Linked DNA regions of Sus scrofa: all the other regions are linked to region 5. A link is a contact called in public Hi-C, HiChIP or PLAC-seq and promoter capture Hi-C data. All regions are on one chromosome and are shown on one strand. The core of a region is the stretch at or near the end of the contact, and the rest is flanking DNA. Distances in the headings are between cores, read along the strand shown. Region 1 holds the start of CDK9 (cyclin dependent kinase 9). Region 2 holds the start of CIZ1 (cip1-interacting zinc finger protein). Region 3 holds the start of PTGES2 (prostaglandin E synthase 2). Region 4 holds the start of C1H9orf16 (UPF0184 protein C9orf16 homolog). Region 5 holds the start of DPM2 (dolichyl-phosphate mannosyltransferase subunit 2, regulatory). Region 6 holds the start of TOR2A (prosalusin).

Region 1 (2,700 bases), core at 134-2,633, 150 kb before region 5:
AATCCTTTTCAAATTCAGACAGACAAGGTTCGAGTCCCAGCTTTGTCACTGTGTAACCTCGGGCAAATGATTTCACCTCTCTGAGCCTCGATGTGCTCTTCTATAAAATGGGTTAGTGACCCTAACTTATGGGGCTGTTGATTCAGGATTCCGCAGGAATGCCCAGCACTTGCTGAACACACAAGGGTTGTCGAATAAATGCTGGCTACTTTTGTGACTACCGACCCAGGCACGACCATCTTGGGCACAGCTCAGCTGGGACGGGGGTCCTGGGCCTCATCCCTGCCTCCCAGAGAATAGGGGGCCCGGGAGTTGCTCGCTTGCCGCCTCCAATGTCGCCGCGCCCCCTGGCGGCCATCGGTTGCCATATCAACGGCGGCCGGCGGGGGCCCGGAGAGGCGGGCGGTGGGGGCCGTTCTCTCCTCTCTGGACCCGAGGCTGCTTCCTCGGCGCCTCCCTCCTTTGCCTGTAGGGGGGCACCCGGAGCTGGGAAGGAAGGGGTTCCCTGAAGCTGCTGGCATGTGTGGGTAAACTGAGGCACGCGGCGAGTCGCCCAGCAGCCAGGTGTGGAGCGCGGGGCCCCACCTCCGAAGGCGGAGGAGGGGCCGCGGGCGGTGACGCGCCGAGGGCGGCGGGCGGACAGCGGGCGGGCGGGCGGCAGTGGCGGCGGCGGCGGCGGCGGCGGCAGCGGCGGCAGGTGCGGCCGCGAAGGGTGGGAGGGAGGAGGGAGGGGGCGGGCGGAGGGGGAGGGGAGGGCGAGGCCGGGGCACCTCCCCCTTTATAACGCGCCCCCTCCCGGGCTCTCGGGCCGCCTCCTCGTCGGCTCTTTCCGTCTGGCCCCCTCGTCCGGCCGCCCCGGGCCCGGGCCCGGCCAGGGAGCCCCCAGGCCGAGGCTTGGGGGGCGCCCCCCTCCCGCCGCCCCGCGCAGCCTGGCGGAGGCGGCGCCGTCGGAGGAGGAGGAGCAGGGCACTGCGGCTGGCCCCGGATCGGGCGCCAGAGCGGCAGCGGCTTCGGCAGCAGCGGCGGCCCGAGCCGATGCAGCGGGACGCACCACCCCGAGCCCCAGCCCCGGCGCCCCGGCTCCCCGCGCCCCCGATCGGGGCCGCCGCCAGCACTGGCGGCGGCGGAGGCGGGGGCAGCGGCGGTGGCGGAGGCGCCTCTGCAGCTCCGGCTCCTCCTGGCCTCCCGGGAACTACAAGTCCCAGGGGGCCTGGCGGCGGACGGCGGACGGAAGAGGCGGGGTCGGCGCCGCGGGGCCGGAAGTGGCCGTGGAGGCGGAAGTGGCGCGGCCGCGGAGGGGCCTGGAGCACGGCGGCGGGACCCGGAGCGGGAGCGGCGGCGGCAGCGGCGGCTGGAGGTGGCGGCGGCGCACTGGAGGCGGCCATGGCAAAGCAGTACGACTCGGTGGAGTGCCCCTTTTGTGATGAGGTGACCAAATATGAGAAGCTCGCTAAAATCGGCCAAGGCACCTTCGGGTAAGGCTGGGCCCCCAGGGACCAGGAGCCCTGAGCCTGCACCCCTCTGGACCGATGTCGAGACGCCCAGGCCCGTGTCCAGTTGGTTGGGAAGCCACCTAGCCGCAAACTTGTCCCCTGGTCTCGCTAGGCCGCACCGCAGCCCGCCCGTGCCTGACCGAGCCGGCTGGCGGGGAGGAGCCTGAGGCCCTTGATGGGAGGCAGGGAGGGGTTGCAGAGAGGAGCCTGTGAGTGGAGCGGGATCTCTCCCAGCAGCGGCGCCTGGGTGAGGAGAAAGGGCAAAGGGAAGGAAATAGAGGCTCGGAGAGGGACCGAAGATACCGCGCGTTGGTGTAGCCGAGGGCCCTCTGTACCCGGCCCAGCCCCGCCCGGGATTCCCTTTCCTGCCCTCCTCTGGTGGGGGCGGGGCGGGCCCTGCGGAAACGGCCTCAAGAGTCCTCTTGGGTCCCCCTTTCGGCCTGCAGGGAGGTGTTTAAGGCAAAGCACCGCAAGACCGGCCAAAAGGTGGCTCTGAAGAAGGTACTGATGGAGAACGAGAAGGAGGGGGTGAGTACGGGGCGGGTGGGCAGGCCTGCTAGGTCCCTTGGGCAGAGGTTGGGTTTCCACCCTGCTTCTGGGACTTTCATGCTGAGGTTGAATTTATGTGTTTAGGAATTTCTGTGTTCTATGGAATCTGACTTTCAGGTTAAATCTTTTAATTCAAATGTTTTAAAGAGTTTGATGTTTCATTCTCAGGTGCACGTGGTTGGTGCCAGGAGGGGGAGCTCATGCTTGCACTGAGTGCACCCTGGTTCCTGAAGTTAGGAAGTTTTTAAACACTTTTCCTTTGGGCTTTACTTTTGTCGAATGTTTAAAAAAAAAAATCATATGTCATAGCCCTAAAAGAGTAACTGGTATTCAATTGAAATGCTCCCCCCCCCATCGTAGCTCTAGTCCAGTTTCCCAAAGACCTGCTTCTTTATTTTTTGTCTTGTTAACCATGTAACAGGTTAAACACGGGTGCAGAGCTCTACATTATGAGTTTAAAGAAACCGTGCAGCATTTAATGGCTAGTCATAAAGCATTTGTGTGAAGTAGCAAAACTTCAAGTCATCGTCTGAAACCAGCTCCCGAAGGGGTACTTTCTACTAGTATGCCCGTGTTCTAAATATGGCATCTGAGGCAGCTCATTTCAGAGCCCACGATTTGACTCTGTCTCCCAACCTTCGACCCTTACTGTGGATCC
Region 2 (2,700 bases), core at 154-2,653, 220 kb after region 5:
GTGTGGACTTGACATTGAATGCTGTTGAGGAGCTACCCTTAGGATGGAGAGAGACAGGGCCGGCGGCCGTACCTTGCAACTGCTGCAGAAGCAAAGCTCTCTGCAGCACAGAGCCGTTGAGGAGGGAGGCGGAGCTGGTGCCCTGGAGATTCAGGAGCTGCTGCTGTGGTTGCTGCTGGGGGAGCCCCCTGGGTGTTGAGAGCAGGAGTCAGACGGTTACTGGGAGAGTCAGATCCTCCCTCCTCCCTGAGATCCCTCTCCTCCATTCTCTGCCTGCCTCTACAGCAGACAGAGGATCCCCTTGGGGTGGGGAGTAGGGGCCTCCAGGACTCAGACAGGGATGCTCCGGGGAGAAATGTCTTGGGGGAGGGGACGCACCAAGGCATGCATCTGAGGGGCTGGGCTAAAGCCACCCACCCCTCCAGTGGGAGCTCACCGGCTGACGGCCATGGGCAGAGGAGCCTGCGGAGGGGACTGCTGGAGCAGCTGCTGGAGCTGCAGCAACTGCTGCTGTTGTAGCTGCTGCTGCTGAAGCTGTTGCTGCTGAAGCTGCTGCTGCTGCTGCTGGAACTGCTGGAGCTGCTGCTGCTGCTGCTGGTTGAACATGGTGGCTGAGGGAAGGCGGGGGGAGTCAGGCCGGATCTCCGTCACCCACTCCCAGCCCGCGGCGCTCAAATACCGCGGCTGAGTTTCACAGCTACTGTCCCGGTCCTGCCCAGAGCTGGCCACACTTGCGGCCCATCCTTTCAAAACCCCTCCAATTCCACCAGCAGAAGGGTTCGCCCCCCCGCCTCCTGCCAATTTCCCCCAAATCTTTCCAACAGTCCCCCTTTCAAACGTCCGACCCCGCCCCCTATCTCGCCAACTCTCCCGCTCGGTCCTTCCTGGAGGAGCGTCCGACACAAATACACCTCCCACCCCACCCTTCGGCCATTCTCCGCGCCAATCGCGTACCGATGCCAGCCCCTCTCCACTCACACCCCTTTGATACGCCCACCCCGTCCCAAGCGCACATTTTATGTCAATAACATCAGCCCCCGCCCCCACCCCCGCCGCTACCTTTCACTTTCATCCAAGAACGAAGTAGGACAGGCTTCCCTCCACTCTACTCCCCACCCCCATTCCACTAACCCCTTCCTTTACAGATCGAGCCAGCATTACACTTCAAATCCGGTATCCCCACCTGCCCGCGAAGCCCGCAGCCTCCGTTCAAGGGGCCCCTAAGTCTTCGGCCGTCCCCCCAGCGGTGCCCGGCCCGCGCCCCTCGCCTCCCAGGGCGGGAATCGCACGGCCTCCTCCCCGCACTCTCGCCGCGGTCGCGTAGGCCCCAGCGGCAGGGCAGGCCGGACAGGCCGGGAGGCTCCGGCTCGCGGATCCCCGGCTCCCCGCAGCTCCGCCGGGGCCTGGCGCTTCCGAAGGCGGTCTGCAGGCCGGGCCCAGGCAGCGCCCTCTGGAGGCCGGGAGGTCCGGGTGGCGCCCGCCGCGTCGCGAGATCCTGCCCAGCGCACCCGCAACGCGGCAGGGGCGGTGCCTGCTCACCCAGCGGCTGGGTAGTGGAGGGCTTAGTTCCGGGCTGCGAGGCGGTCCTGAGCAGAGCAGACCCTCCGTCCCTCGTTCTCCGCATCGTGAAGGGGCTGCTCTGAGCCCAAAGTCCATCCGTCGCCACCCAGAGTGATCTGTCGTCTGGCGGGGACCGTCTCCAACCGACCTCCCCGCGGGTGCCACTGTCCCGCGATCAAGGGCCCCGCGCGGGGCTGGGATGGGAGGGGCGTGCAGCTGTACATTAGGGGACTGAGACCGGGCGAGAAGGCGATCGGCATAGCGGGGCAGAAGAATTTGCCCTAAAAGGTATGGGAGGTGGGTTTGAAAGTTACTGTTTTTTCCCCCTAGGATTTGACTCGGGGGCGGGTGAGGAGGGCTGAGTTCAATGGTTAAAACAACCACAACAAAACCCGGCGCGCATCCTGCCCCCGAATGGTGCTGCCAGCAAAGACCCTTTAATTACGACTCCGTCCTGCGCCCCGGCGCCCTTCCCAATGGCCCCCACTTCGAGTCACCGAGCTGCGTTACTAAATAGCAATCTCTCTCCCCTTTGCAGTTACTCAAAGCCGTCCTCAACTCTTAACAGCCCCAGGCAATGCGCTCACTTTGCTTTAGGCGCAGACCACATGCCGCACGGCGCATGGTGGCGCTAGGGATGCGCAGACCTGAGGTCCACCCAAGGAGACCCGAGTGTCAACCAATCACTGCAGTCATGTGACCAGTGCTTCCCTAAAGCTCGGGACCCGCTCTACCGCCGCCCCGGGCGGCCGCACAGAGGTGCCTAACTCTGCTTGGACTTAGGCGGGAGGGCTGGGCGCGGCTAGACTCAGGGGACTTCGCGCCTTGGGCGGAAGGGCAACCAGGCTTTGAACACGGGCCTGAAGAGTTGGGTTTTATCTATGGAGGGCAGGGAGCGCTAGAGAAGAGAGTGTGACAGCATCGTATCCACCCAGATTAGAACGCTCGGCTCCAGTGAGAACCAAGGAAGAAGGGGTGGGGTCAAGTCAAGATCGCCCAGGCTTCCAAACAGATAGATCTATCTGGGACCTCGGAGGGGTCCGGGATTGAATTGGGGTCCCGCTGCCTTGTGGCTAGGCGCCCCTGGCGGACCTGAGCCTTTCTTCGTCTGTAAAATGAGTACCCCCTCCCGGGGGAAGA
Region 3 (2,700 bases), core at 18-2,517, 170 kb after region 5:
TCCCTTGGATTCCGAAACCAGGCGCCTGTGGGGTGTGATGGGACGGGGCTGGTGCTGTGTACAAAGCATCGTAAGGGCAGCTAGGGTCATCGGTTTCGTAAAAACACTAATAATAGTACTAATAAATAAACACACAACCTCAGGATTTGGAGACGGTAGGAGGGAGACAAACGTTTGCTAAAGTGATAAACTGTGAAAGAGGCTTTCCGTTTCAGTGATCGCCAAATCTTTCTATTAAGAAGTCTTAAAGCCGGTTAGAAAAACGACCTTAAAACAAAGACAATTCTCGTTAGCTGACATTAGCGCCCCATTTCACAGATGAGGACGCTGAGGGATCAGAGACTTAAAACCAAGTCACTCGCTCAAGGTCAAGAATGGACAGAGGAGACGATTCCTGACCCCGCCGGTTCCCAGAAGTCCCGAAGTTCGGCGCTGATCCCAGCGCCCCCACCCAAGGCTCGGTCTGGCCAGGGCTTACCTGCGCGGCTGTGCGCTCCGCTCGGAGGTCCTGGGCGCGAAGGTGCCACCGCACGGTGTGGTACAGCCCCAGGGCGCCCCCCAAGGCCAGTGCTGCCGCCCCCAGGAGCCGTGGGCCCCCCTTGCGGGTGGTGGCGGTGGGGCCTGGGCCTCCCGCCGCTCCGGTGAAGCCCGCCCGGCTCTGCTCGGGGAGTCTTAGAGAGGGACGACCGCCCAGTCTCCAGGCCAGGGCGCGCCCGCTGGGCCAGAGAACCCGTGCAGCATGGGCCATGTTCGTTTCGCCGGCACCGCGGGAGGGCGCGAGAAACAAAGATGGCCCGGGCTCAGGCTCTCTCTAAAGGGGCGGGTCTCCGGCGCCTGGAGGTTGCCAGGGGTGACTGTGAAGCGGAGCGGGAAGGGACAGCTCTCATGGGACGGGGCGTGAGTCCCCGGCACCCAGCTTTCACACACCCGTCAGAAACAAAGAAACATCTAGGGAGATCTGCTAACTGTCCCCGCTTCTAACGCGTAGATGTAACCGGTCGCGGCGGTGACCCGGAGCCGAACGTAGGAACTCGGCCGCGTAGTTCGCCTTATGGCCCTCAGCGTCATCCGTAATATGCAACCAATAGAAAGAGATTGAACCCTTTAGGATACTGGGGATAGCGTCACGGCATCGGGTCCAGGAAAGCCACGGAAACTGCCCACCGGACCCGCAGTAGGTGGGAGCCCGCGACTGGGGCTTTTTCTGCCCTCCCGCACCGCTGCCCAATTTCTTCTGTAACCTGAACCATAAAATTTTCCGTGCACTCTGGGGGCTTTAGAAACCACGTGTCTCAGATTTCTCCCAACCCGAGGCGCCGGCTGGCCGACCCGCAGGTCCCCAGCGGCAGGATGGAACAGAGAGAATTGGGGTCCCAAGATATTCTGTCCCTCTGTCGGGCTCCTTCGCCCAAGTCGAGGGCCCGAGCCTCAGCCACCTAGGCTTCTCGGCGGGCAGCCCCAGGTTGGCCCCGCCCGGCGATCGCGAGTGGAGCGGTGCTCCTGGAGTGGGAGGGGGGATTTGTAGGCGGAACAGGTTGTGGGCGGGGCAAGACAGAGATTGAAAGACAGGCGGGCACAGAGCTTGACTGCCCCAGAAGAAGAGAGAGCAGGGCTGCTCAGAGGAACCTGCTCTGGATGGGGCGGGGCGGATCAGGGGCGGAGCTCGGGCCTCGGGGCTCCGACCCTGGGGTCAGGGCACCAGCCATCCGAGTGGGTTCCTTTGCCGCTTTCCACTCTTCCAGCTCTGAGTTCCTTCCACCGCCTCCACCTTCCTCCTGGTGCCGGCTGTCTGCGCGACCCTCGCCGCCTTGGATCGTCCCGCGGTCCTTATGGCGCCCTAGCCCGCAATGTCGGGACCTGGGCTCGGAAGGCGGGAACGACGGCTTTGGAGAAGCAGGCGACCCAGAGGGGCTGCTGAGGCGACATTTGCTTTTTCGGGGGTGCTCTCTTGGGAAGAGACCTGGGGTGTGGGATAGGGGCCGGGAAGGAACAGCAGAGCCCTCCTCCATCCCCTCGCCCCCGGGTGGGTCCGGAGCTGCAGGCGTGCTCCCGGGGTTCAGGGCGAGCACTGCTAGCGGGTCTCTGGAAACTGCAGCGTTCAAGAACTGTGGCCACAGGCCACAGATGAGGAAACTGGGGGCCTTTGGATTTGGATTTGTTCTAGCCACTTCTTTCAGGCCCGTTGGAGACGGGGGCTCCTCAAGAGGGCGGGGCCGGGCGTGGACCCTCTGGGTGGGCGTGCCAATTTGCTGAATCAGCATCCCCTGCCCCCTTTGCTGGTGTGGCCTGAAGCCCTGGTGAATGTGACTTGCTTACAGAAGCCGCCTGTTGCCTGCATAGCACTGCGGGGGGTGGGGTGGGGGTGTGGAGAGAGAACCTTCAGCTCCCTTCTCACCTTCTGGAGCCTCCGTTTCCCCATCTGCAAAATAAGAATGACGGGTAGTGTCTCCTGCATTGAGATGGGCCAGGATTAAATGAGAAAACGAATGGGCAGAGCCTGGAGGCTGGTGAGGCCAGTGTTTTAGAGAAGCCTATTTTTTGCCCACTCAGCAGCTTCTCCACCTTTGCCAAGTATAGGAAGGAAACCCAGTGATCCAATCTTCCACCAAACCACTTGGCAAATTCTCCCTTGTGTCCTCCTGGAAAGATTGGCAAGAGGTAGGGTCAGGCCTGCATCTCTGCCTGCCATCCAGTGCTCAC
Region 4 (2,700 bases), core at 181-2,680, 190 kb after region 5:
GCCCCACCCTGCCTGCTAAATAAAGATATCCCCCCACCCCCAGCCTGTGCTCCTTGACCCCTGTCCCATCTGGGAGGAGGACAGGCAGAGGGTGGGCTCACATTAGCATCGCTCTTGGACCCCCCTTTGTGGTCTTCAGCAAAGGATAGAGGCCACAGAACCGATAGCCAGCATTTTTTTTTTTTTTTTTTGCTGCACCCACAGCATACGGAATTTCTGGGCCAGGGATCAAGTCTGAGCCGCAGGTCCTGCTTCCCCAGGTACACTCCCAGGACCCTTCTGGAGCCCAAGACTCATCCCTCTCCAGGAATGGCTTGGGTGCTCTCTGCCACCTGCCCCAGCCATGGACACAGCATCTTCTGAGGGGGCTGAGGGCAGGTATCCAGCCCCAAGTGGTAGGGAGTAAGCAGAGGCTTGGCTGGAAGGGGGTACTAGGGGGACAGAGGGAGGAAGGGTACCCACCCCTCAACATCAAGGAGGGTCAGCTGACTTGGGTGGGGGCAGTTCACTGCGATTCTTCCCACTCTGGCTCCGTGGAGGGCGTCGCCTCCACTCAGCCTGGTTAAGGGGAAGGCAGGGCTGCCCTTATGTAAGTCAGTGGTGGCTCTGACCACAGGAGGACTCACTGTGCCTCCGTGTTGCTCAGTTGAAACAATAAGGCAGCTTCTGGGACAGAGAGGATCCCTTCCTGCTGTCATCATCGGGGTCTGGGCCTGACCCCACCTAGAGGCTGGCCTGTTCACAGGAACCGCCAGTGTGAGGCCAGGACCAGGCTGTAGCAGCCATGGGGCCTCCTAGCAGCTTCAGCTACAAGAGCCCCAATAAGTGAGCCCCTCTCCCCAGACGCGGACCGGACTCAGGGGCACCCCTGAACGGGTTCACGGCTCTGAGTCCAGCTCAGGAGCAACGCTTTCTGGCTGGGTGACTTTGGGCAGGCCTCCCCTTCCCAGCTGGTAAAAAGGATAGGGTGTGATGGCAGCTGGGTAGACTTTATCCGGAAGCCTTCCCGGACTGACAGCCACAAGCTGCACTCTCCTGACCATGACTCTCAAGGTGGCTGTGAACGGATACCTTCTCCATACATTAGGGGCCCTGGAAACCACGCATCTCAGATTTTGCCCACGCAGAGGCGCTGGCTAGCTTACCCGCAGGTCCTCAGCTGCAGTATGGGTTGGAGTAGGGGTCCCAGGCTGCCCTGCTCCTCTGTCGGGCTCACGTGCCCTCGCCGAGGGCCAAGCCCGCACCACCTGACATTCTCGGCAGGATGCCCCAGGATGGTCTCTCCCGGCGGCCGGGATGGGGGCGGGCCCGGGGCCTGGGCTGGGGTCGGAGGACGTCTGGCGGAAGTGGGCGGAGCTCGACTGTGAGGCAGGGTGGGGGCGGGGCTCGAGCGTAGGGGCGGAGTCTGGCGGCAGAGCAGGGGCGGAGTTCCGGCGGTGGGGCGGAGAGAGGGCGGAGCTCGGGCCCCGGGGCTCCGGCCTCGGGGGCGGGGCCCCGGCCACCCAAGCGCTTTCCTCCGGCGCGTTCCACCCTTCCGGCTCCGAGTTCCATTCACCGCCTCCACCTTCCGCCTGGTGCCGGCTGTCTGCGCGACCGTCGCCGCTTTCCATCGTCGCGCGGTCCTTGCGGCGCCCGAGCCCGCAATGTCGGGCCCCAACGGGGACCTGGGCATGCCGGTGGAGGCGGGCGCGGAAGGCGAGAATGACGGCTTCGGGGAAGCAGGTGACCCAGAGGGCTGCTGAAGCGACGTTTGCTTTCTCGGGGGTGCCCTCCTGAGAAGGGGAATTGGAGCTTGGGATAGGGGCAGGGAAGGGACTGCAGAGCCTTCCCCATCCCCCCGCCCCAGGGTGGGTCGGGAGCTGCAGGCGCCCCGGGAGAGCACTGCCAGCGGGTCCCTGGAAATCGTAGCAATCGGGAACTTCCGTGGGCAAACCCCGTTTTCCAGACGGGGAAACTGAGGCCGCTTCAGGGTCCCTCGCTCTTTGGGGACTGGGATTTGTTCCAGCCACTTCTTTCAGTCCTTGTGGGGACCGAGGCTCCTGGGGGGGGGCGGGGCCGGGCGTGGACCCTCTGGGTGGGCGTGCCAACTTGCTGAATCAGCATCCCCTGCCCCCTTTGCTGGTGTGGCTTGGAGCCCTGGCGAATGTGACTTGCTTACTAAAGTCGCCTGTTGCCTGCACAGCACTGCGGGGGGTGGGGGTGGGGGTGTGGAGAGAGAACCGTCAGCTCCCTTCTCACCTTCTGGAGCCTCCGTTTCCCCATCTGCAAAATAAGAATGATGGTTAGTGTCTTCTGCATTGAGATGGGCCAGGATTAAATGAGAAAATGAATGGAAAATACTTAGCAGGTTCCAAGCACGCAAGTGTTCTGAAAGTGGTTATTATTCCCTTCAGTGTAATAAAAATTAGTTTATTAATTTAGAGGGCAGGACAGTAAGCATGGGCTAAGTATGGAGTCTGCTTTTGGTTTGTTTTCAGGAACAGCTTTATTGAGTTATAATTCACATCCTATACAATCTAGCCACTTAAATTGTACAATTCGGTGGGTTTTAGGTTATTCAAAGAGCTGTGCACCTATCACCACAATAGCTTTAGAACACGTCCTCTCTCAGGGTCTGTGTTTAATAAAGAGGTAGAGTAAGTGGGGTAAGTGGTAAGCTGCCGGTTTGCCGGGGGCACTGCTGGTGGACAGCCACCAGGC
Region 5 (2,700 bases), core at 116-2,615:
CACCCTCGGCATATGGAGGTCCCCAGGCTAGTGGTGGAATCGCAGCTACAGCTGCCAGCCTACATTACAGCCACAGAAATGCGGGATTTGAGCCGCATCTGCAACCTACACCACTGCTCATGGCAATGCCGGATCCTTAACCCACTGAGCAAGGCCAGGGACTGAACCCGCAACCTCATGGTTCCTAGTTGGATTCGTTTCCACTGCGCCATGACGGGAACTCCACAAAAGTTTTCTTTACTAAGATTTTTCTCCCAAAGAACATCAAGTTCTGCAAGATTTTGCTTCCCAGAGTTCCTGTCGTGGCTCAGTGGTTAACGAATCCGACGAGGAACCATGAGGTTGTGGGTTCCATCCTTGGCCTTGCTCAGTGGGTTAAGGATCCGGCGTTGCCATGAGCTGTGGTATAGGTTGCAGATGCCGCTTGGATCCCACGTTGCTATGGCTCTGGTGTAGGCCGGCAGCTACAGCTCCGATTCGATCCCTAGCCTGGGAACCTCCACATGCCACGGGAGCGGCCCTAGAAAGGCAAAAAAAAAAAAAAAAAAAAAAAGATTTTGATTCCCAAACACACTGCACATTTTAACACATTTTTCCACCGGGGGGGGGGGGGATATCCCAAAGACCCTCACAAAACCCATTGGCACTTGTCATGCCCAGGAGCCCGCAGGATAACCAGAAGGACTAGAACTCCCATTAAAGGCACAGGACCTTACAGTGTAGTGGTTCAGGATTCTACCTTAGGTCTGAACCTTCTCCTTGAGCCTCGGCTTCGTCATCTATACAATGGGGACACCGCTAGTGTCGTCCTCCTACTGCTGCTCTGACGCTTTCATTACATGGGCAGGTAGGCCTGTCACGTGCTTAAATGTTAGGAGTTGGCTTCAAGATCTAGGGATAGGAGGTGAGAGCGGACGAGGAAGCACACATACCAACAGAATCACCCAGGTGGTGTAGTACGTGAAGATGATCAGGCTAACGGCGACGAGGCCGAGTCCCACCACCTGGTCTGTCCCTGTGGCCTGGAGAAAAGGGAAAGCTCAACTGAGGAAGTGACCCTCCATTTAGGTGCACTAACGGAGGGGGGAGTTGCCGCCTGATTACGCCCATTCACTCAGCAGGCGTATCCGACGTGGCTGACGAGGTTTCCATTTCCTGGCTTGAGACAGAGTGCAGGCTAAAGACCTACCACCCGTACGATGGGCCGGCGGGAGAGTGATCCCGGCTCCCGAGAGCTCAAGCCTCAGCTTCTGAGTAGACCTAGGACCCCACACCCAGACGCCCTCATTCCCAGGACTCCCAGCCCCAAGCTCACCATTTCCCCAGCGCTCCAGGCACCGGAGCCGTAAGCCACATCCGGTTCCGCATCCGGGCCCTCCTGGCCTTGGGCCGCGGGGCCCGTCGGGAGTCGTAGTCTTTAGGCAGTCCCAGGACTACGTCGCCCAAGACAGGCAGGCACCGCCTCCCCTTTGCATTTCGGGAAATGTAGTTTTCAAGAGTATTGTGGGCCGTGTTTCCGAATCACCCTGGGAAATGGGACCCAGTGGGGAACCCAGATAGGCTGCATTTATGGTCTCAGTCGGGTCGAACTCGACCCAGAAAAAAACCCCATCTCAATATCCGAGTCCCAAGGCCAGAGCGGGATGGGGTGGGGGGTCGAAAGTCCCATATTTGAGACGGGGAAAATGAGGCTCAGAAAGAGGCAAGCACTTGAAGATCACAATCCGAGTAGAGGGTGCAGCCGACTCCAGAACCCGAGGGCGCTACTTCCTGGTGTGGTGGCCCCAACTCTTCTGTTGAGGGTAGGGTGCAGACAAACGTTCACCGGATAATGCTGAGGGTGGAAGCCTTAACTAATTTTACTCCACAATCTCTTAATGATACTGCAGAAGCTATTCCTACCCTAAATATGGAACAAAAACAAATAAGAAAAGTAGTGCTGCAAAACCGAATGGCCTTAGACATACTCAGTGCAGGCCAAGGAGGTACCCGTGCTGTCATAAAATCTGAATGTTGTGCCTATATTCCTGATTATTCGCAGAACGTGTCTGATTCCCTGCGAGATCTCCGGCAGCAGATTCGTGAGATGTCTGATCCAGCTCCATCCAGCTTTTAGAGCTGCCCTCTGGAACGGGTTGACCTCCTCCTCCTCCTGATGGAAATATTTGTTCACCATAGTCATCATTGTGATCTTGAGCCTTTTATTTGGACCCTAGATAATTAATTGTAGGTCTTGCTTTGTTATGTCCTGATTAAAAGCTATCAACCTACAGATAGTGAAAGAAAGGGTACCCAAGGTAATGTATTGAAGCCCACTCAACCGACCGTGCCATGAGTGGAGACCTAACCACTTTCCCTAAGGACACCCCTTGTCAGCAGGAAGCAGTCAGAGCAGTCGGTCATTGTCCCCCCGCCTCCAAAGTTAAAGTCTCCAACTCTGGGGGCAGGGGGGGGGGGCACTGAGGCAGAATAGTCACTCAGGTAGTCAGTGTTAGGAGCTTGGGCTTCGATGCATTCTTGGATATGTCTATTGATTAACATTTGCGGCTAAAGGGCTCCAGGGAGTAACATCCCCACATGCCTTGTTTCCTCCAGGGAGTGTACCTACGCCCAGACGGACATTAATCTCAAAGCCCCCTGACTCAGGCTACGGGAAGAGAAGGGCAAAGACACCATGGGACTTACGGGACATTTCCACCC
Region 6 (2,700 bases), core at 129-2,628, 190 kb before region 5:
AAATGTTCAATAAAAAATACCTGCGAATCTGTAATGTCCCACACAACAACCCTAGCAGGTAGGTGCCATGACTGCTCCCCAGGAATTAAACCGAGAACTCCCTGCCAGATGGCACCATCCCAAGCTCTGTTCAGGATGGGTCCTGAGAGCTGAGGCTTCACCTGGCTGTGTGGCCTGGAGCGAGTAAGGGATTCCCCTCTCTGGGCTCAGGTCTCCCTCCCTTGGGTCTGGCACCCCACAGGACAATGGTCTAGGACGCCACCAGCCTACCTTGTAGCGCTCCATGTGGCTGGGGTGGGGGAAGTGGATGACGGGGGAAAAGTGATGCACATGGGGGCTGCGGAGGCCACCCCGGAAGAGGTAGTGTGCCAGCAGGGAGCTGACATAGGACTTGCCGTGCCCGTCCAGCCATGCAGAGAGAGGACCAGCGGCTTGGTGGGGGCTGGGTCCTGCACGAAAGCCTTCAGTGCCTTCACCACCAGCGCCCTGGCCAAGTGCTGGCCCGCCAGGTGCTGGGCCAGGTCACACTCCAGACCTAGGACCACAAGAAGGACAGTATCAGAGCTGAGGACACACGCCCACCACGGAAGAGGTTCAGGAGGCAAACCACGTCTGGAACCTGGTCTAAGGATCCGCGTGTTCTGGGACAGTTTTACGAGCGGTCTGCGGAAAGGGAGAGTGGCCCTTGGATTCTCTGGTCATAGGAGCGACCCTCAGGCCTGACTCAGCTCGGCAGCGCCCCCATCAGGTGGCCCTCTGGATTGCGTTCGGACCTAAGGGGGTGCGAGCTGTCAAGAGAATCGCCTCCAAATCCCTGCCCATCTCCAAGGCAGGCTTCTCCCTTGACAGCCAGTCCAGTGTGGAGGCATAAACGCCCCCCACCCCTGCCAAGGCCCAGCTGTCAAAAGACCCTCTCCATCCTGGCAGGACTGTGCCTAGACCCCAGATAGGCATCCCCAAACCCTTGTCCCAAGCCCCGTGCCCTAAGCTCCCAGGGTCCCTCAACGTCAGGCCCACTTCCGGCCTTGGCCGCCCGTAAGTTTGGGGGTCCTGCCCCCCGTTCTCTCCTCCAGGTCCGGCCCCGGAGCAACCCTGGGTTCCGAGAGCTCCCCGGTCTACCAGCTCCCCCAGTTCAGGCTCCCGAGGCTCCTCACCCTGGAAGTCTGGCCGGAAGTCACATTCACAGAAGGTGCCGAAGTTGCAGCGCAGCGATGTCAGGTCCCAGGAGGCGGCCGCGGCCGAGACCAGCCCAAGCAGCCCGAGGAGCGAACTCCAGAGGCTGCAGCCGCACGTCGCAGCCGCCATCCGGGTGAGGCCGGAGCTGGGTCTGAGGCCGCCAACTGCCTCGTTCGAGAACTACAACTCCCGACGTGCATCGCTCTGCGGCAGCCACCGTCTGTAGCCTACAACTCCCGACTCCCCTCTCTCCCCTCTCAAAGGCCCGCCCCTTGGTCGTCCCGCTGCAGGACCGGAAGATGATCTACAGGGGGAGCCCGCGAACCGTCCAATCCAGGACTGCGGCTGCGTTTCCATGGCTACGGTAACTAGGGGGACCATCACAGTAGCTCCGAAAGAATAATAAATAAAGGATTATGACCACAAAGGGTGACGTAACAATTGTAGCAAAAACTTGTGGGGGCACTTTACACCTTGCAAAGCGCCCTTTCCGTGCTCTTTTTTCTCTTTTATATGATAAAAGAGCGCTGATAGATTTTGGTGAACACCTACTATGTGCATTAGTGTGAGGCGCCTTATATATCTTGTGATAACCGTACCTGTCACACAGAGGAATGGTGATATTTCAAGGAGGTACAGGCACATAAAGTGTGTTGGCTCACAAAGCAATCAATAGATGACCATTGACAATCCATTATGAAACATGGCTGTCCCTTATGTAGCAGCTGCTATGTGCTTTAACATCAAGCAAAAGGGATCAGATCTGTTATTGTCCCCATTTACTGAGAAGGAAATTGGGACCCAAGAGGTTAAGCCCCTTATCCAAGGCCACCTGGCTAGTGAACAATAGAACAGAACCCAAATCTGGCTGCTGCCAAAGATCTAACACACCGTCACCCATCCTCTCTTGGTCAAAGGCAACGGATCTTGGACAATTCAAATTCAGTCAATAGGCTCCCCAGGCCTCTAGTCTGGCCTGGCATCATGTGGATCTACATTGCCTACCTCCCCAACCCATGAAATCAAGACAACTGCTTTCGTGGCTCTCCTCAAAGATTCCCTGCCCCATCTACCCTTTGTGGTCATAATCCTTTATTTATTATTCTTTCAGAGCTACTGTAATGGTACACACACACACACGCACACGCACACACACATATGCATGCACGCACACAGCACGCAGCAAGGATTTCTGTGGCCACGTTTCAAAACCTGAAAAGAAATTAGTGGTTCCCACTTTTGGGAGCAGAAAAGGAAAGAACTCCAGGTCAGGATGCCCAGATTCCAGCCTTTCTCATTCTGAGGCTGGAACCAAGGGCAAGTCCCTTCTCCCTCCAGTTCTCGATCTCCCTAGGGGAGCTGGAGTCTTAGATTTCAAAAAGCCCTTCCACTTCAAGTATCTGGGATCCTTGGCTGTACCTTTGTGCAGAAGCTTTGCTATGGCTTCTGGAGGAAGGGAATGGGGTGGGGGAGGGGACGGGGGGCAGGATTTCTCTGTTTGGAATTAGTTACCTTCCCTACTGG

What was found. Promoter capture Hi-C pulls out the DNA fragments that hold promoters and counts their contacts. A called contact is a pair of places that touch in the nucleus more often than the background predicts. HiChIP or PLAC-seq counts read pairs in DNA pulled down with a chosen protein or histone mark.
Region 1: a contact with region 5 is called in an H3K27ac HiChIP or PLAC-seq map of alveolar macrophages. The contact joins the promoter of CDK9 here to the promoter of DPM2 in region 5. A contact is called at or near these places in 2 of 5 promoter capture datasets (fetal liver and fetal skeletal muscle), 3 of 47 Hi-C or Micro-C datasets (blood, embryonic fibroblasts and heart right ventricle) and 1 of 2 datasets of contacts at active chromatin or transcription factors (alveolar macrophages).
Region 2: a Hi-C map of liver shows a contact between it and region 5, with 5 times the contacts expected there. The contact joins the promoter of CIZ1 here to the promoter of DPM2 in region 5. A contact is called at or near these places in 1 of 5 promoter capture datasets (fetal skeletal muscle) and 2 of 47 Hi-C or Micro-C datasets (liver and skeletal muscle).
Region 3: a contact with region 5 is called in a promoter capture Hi-C map of liver, with 5 times the contacts expected there. The contact joins the promoter of PTGES2 here to the promoter of DPM2 in region 5. A contact is called at or near these places in 4 of 5 promoter capture datasets (fetal liver, fetal skeletal muscle, liver and 1 more), 13 of 47 Hi-C or Micro-C datasets (alveolar macrophages, embryonic fibroblasts, epiblast stem cells and 7 more) and 2 of 2 datasets of contacts at active chromatin or transcription factors (alveolar macrophages and skeletal muscle).
Region 4: a contact with region 5 is called in an H3K27ac HiChIP or PLAC-seq map of alveolar macrophages. The contact joins the promoter of C1H9orf16 here to the promoter of DPM2 in region 5. A contact is called at or near these places in 1 of 5 promoter capture datasets (fetal skeletal muscle) and 1 of 2 datasets of contacts at active chromatin or transcription factors (alveolar macrophages).
Region 6: a contact with region 5 is called in an H3K27ac HiChIP or PLAC-seq map of alveolar macrophages. The contact joins the promoter of TOR2A here to the promoter of DPM2 in region 5. A contact is called at or near these places in 1 of 5 promoter capture datasets (liver), 14 of 47 Hi-C or Micro-C datasets (alveolar macrophages, blood, embryonic fibroblasts and 7 more) and 2 of 2 datasets of contacts at active chromatin or transcription factors (alveolar macrophages and skeletal muscle).

What each region holds. Positions count from the first base shown.
Region 1 is chr1:268,275,700-268,278,399 of Sscrofa11.1, forward strand. It overlaps CDK9 (cyclin dependent kinase 9), which reads left to right and starts at 1,384. Exons shown (of 7, transcript NM_001166044.1): 1 at 1,384-1,475; 2 at 1,940-2,021. The coding sequence starts at 1,384.
Region 2 is chr1:268,640,661-268,643,360 of Sscrofa11.1, forward strand. CIZ1 (cip1-interacting zinc finger protein) reads right to left here and starts at 1,404. Exons shown (of 19, transcript XM_013993898.2): 1 at 1,184-1,404; 2 at 437-611; 3 at 73-188. The coding sequence starts at 606.
Region 3 is chr1:268,590,089-268,592,788 of Sscrofa11.1, forward strand. It overlaps PTGES2 (prostaglandin E synthase 2), which reads right to left and starts at 1,268. Exons shown (of 7, transcript XM_001927936.5): 1 at 479-1,268. The coding sequence starts at 748.
Region 4 is chr1:268,614,610-268,617,309 of Sscrofa11.1, forward strand. C1H9orf16 (UPF0184 protein C9orf16 homolog) reads left to right here and starts at 1,431. Exons shown (of 2, transcript XM_001927625.5): 1 at 1,431-1,722. The coding sequence starts at 1,644. LCN2 (lipocalin 2) reads left to right here. Exons shown (of 7, transcript NM_001244410.1): 7 at 1-36.
Region 5 is chr1:268,422,192-268,424,891 of Sscrofa11.1, forward strand. DPM2 (dolichyl-phosphate mannosyltransferase subunit 2, regulatory) reads right to left here and starts at 1,366. Exons shown (of 4, transcript NM_001244059.1): 1 at 1,316-1,366; 2 at 933-1,022. The coding sequence starts at 1,318.
Region 6 is chr1:268,236,100-268,238,799 of Sscrofa11.1, forward strand. TOR2A (prosalusin) reads right to left here and starts at 1,379. Exons shown (of 6, transcript XM_021069354.1): 1 at 1,155-1,379; 2 at 401-535; 3 at 271-398. The coding sequence starts at 1,305.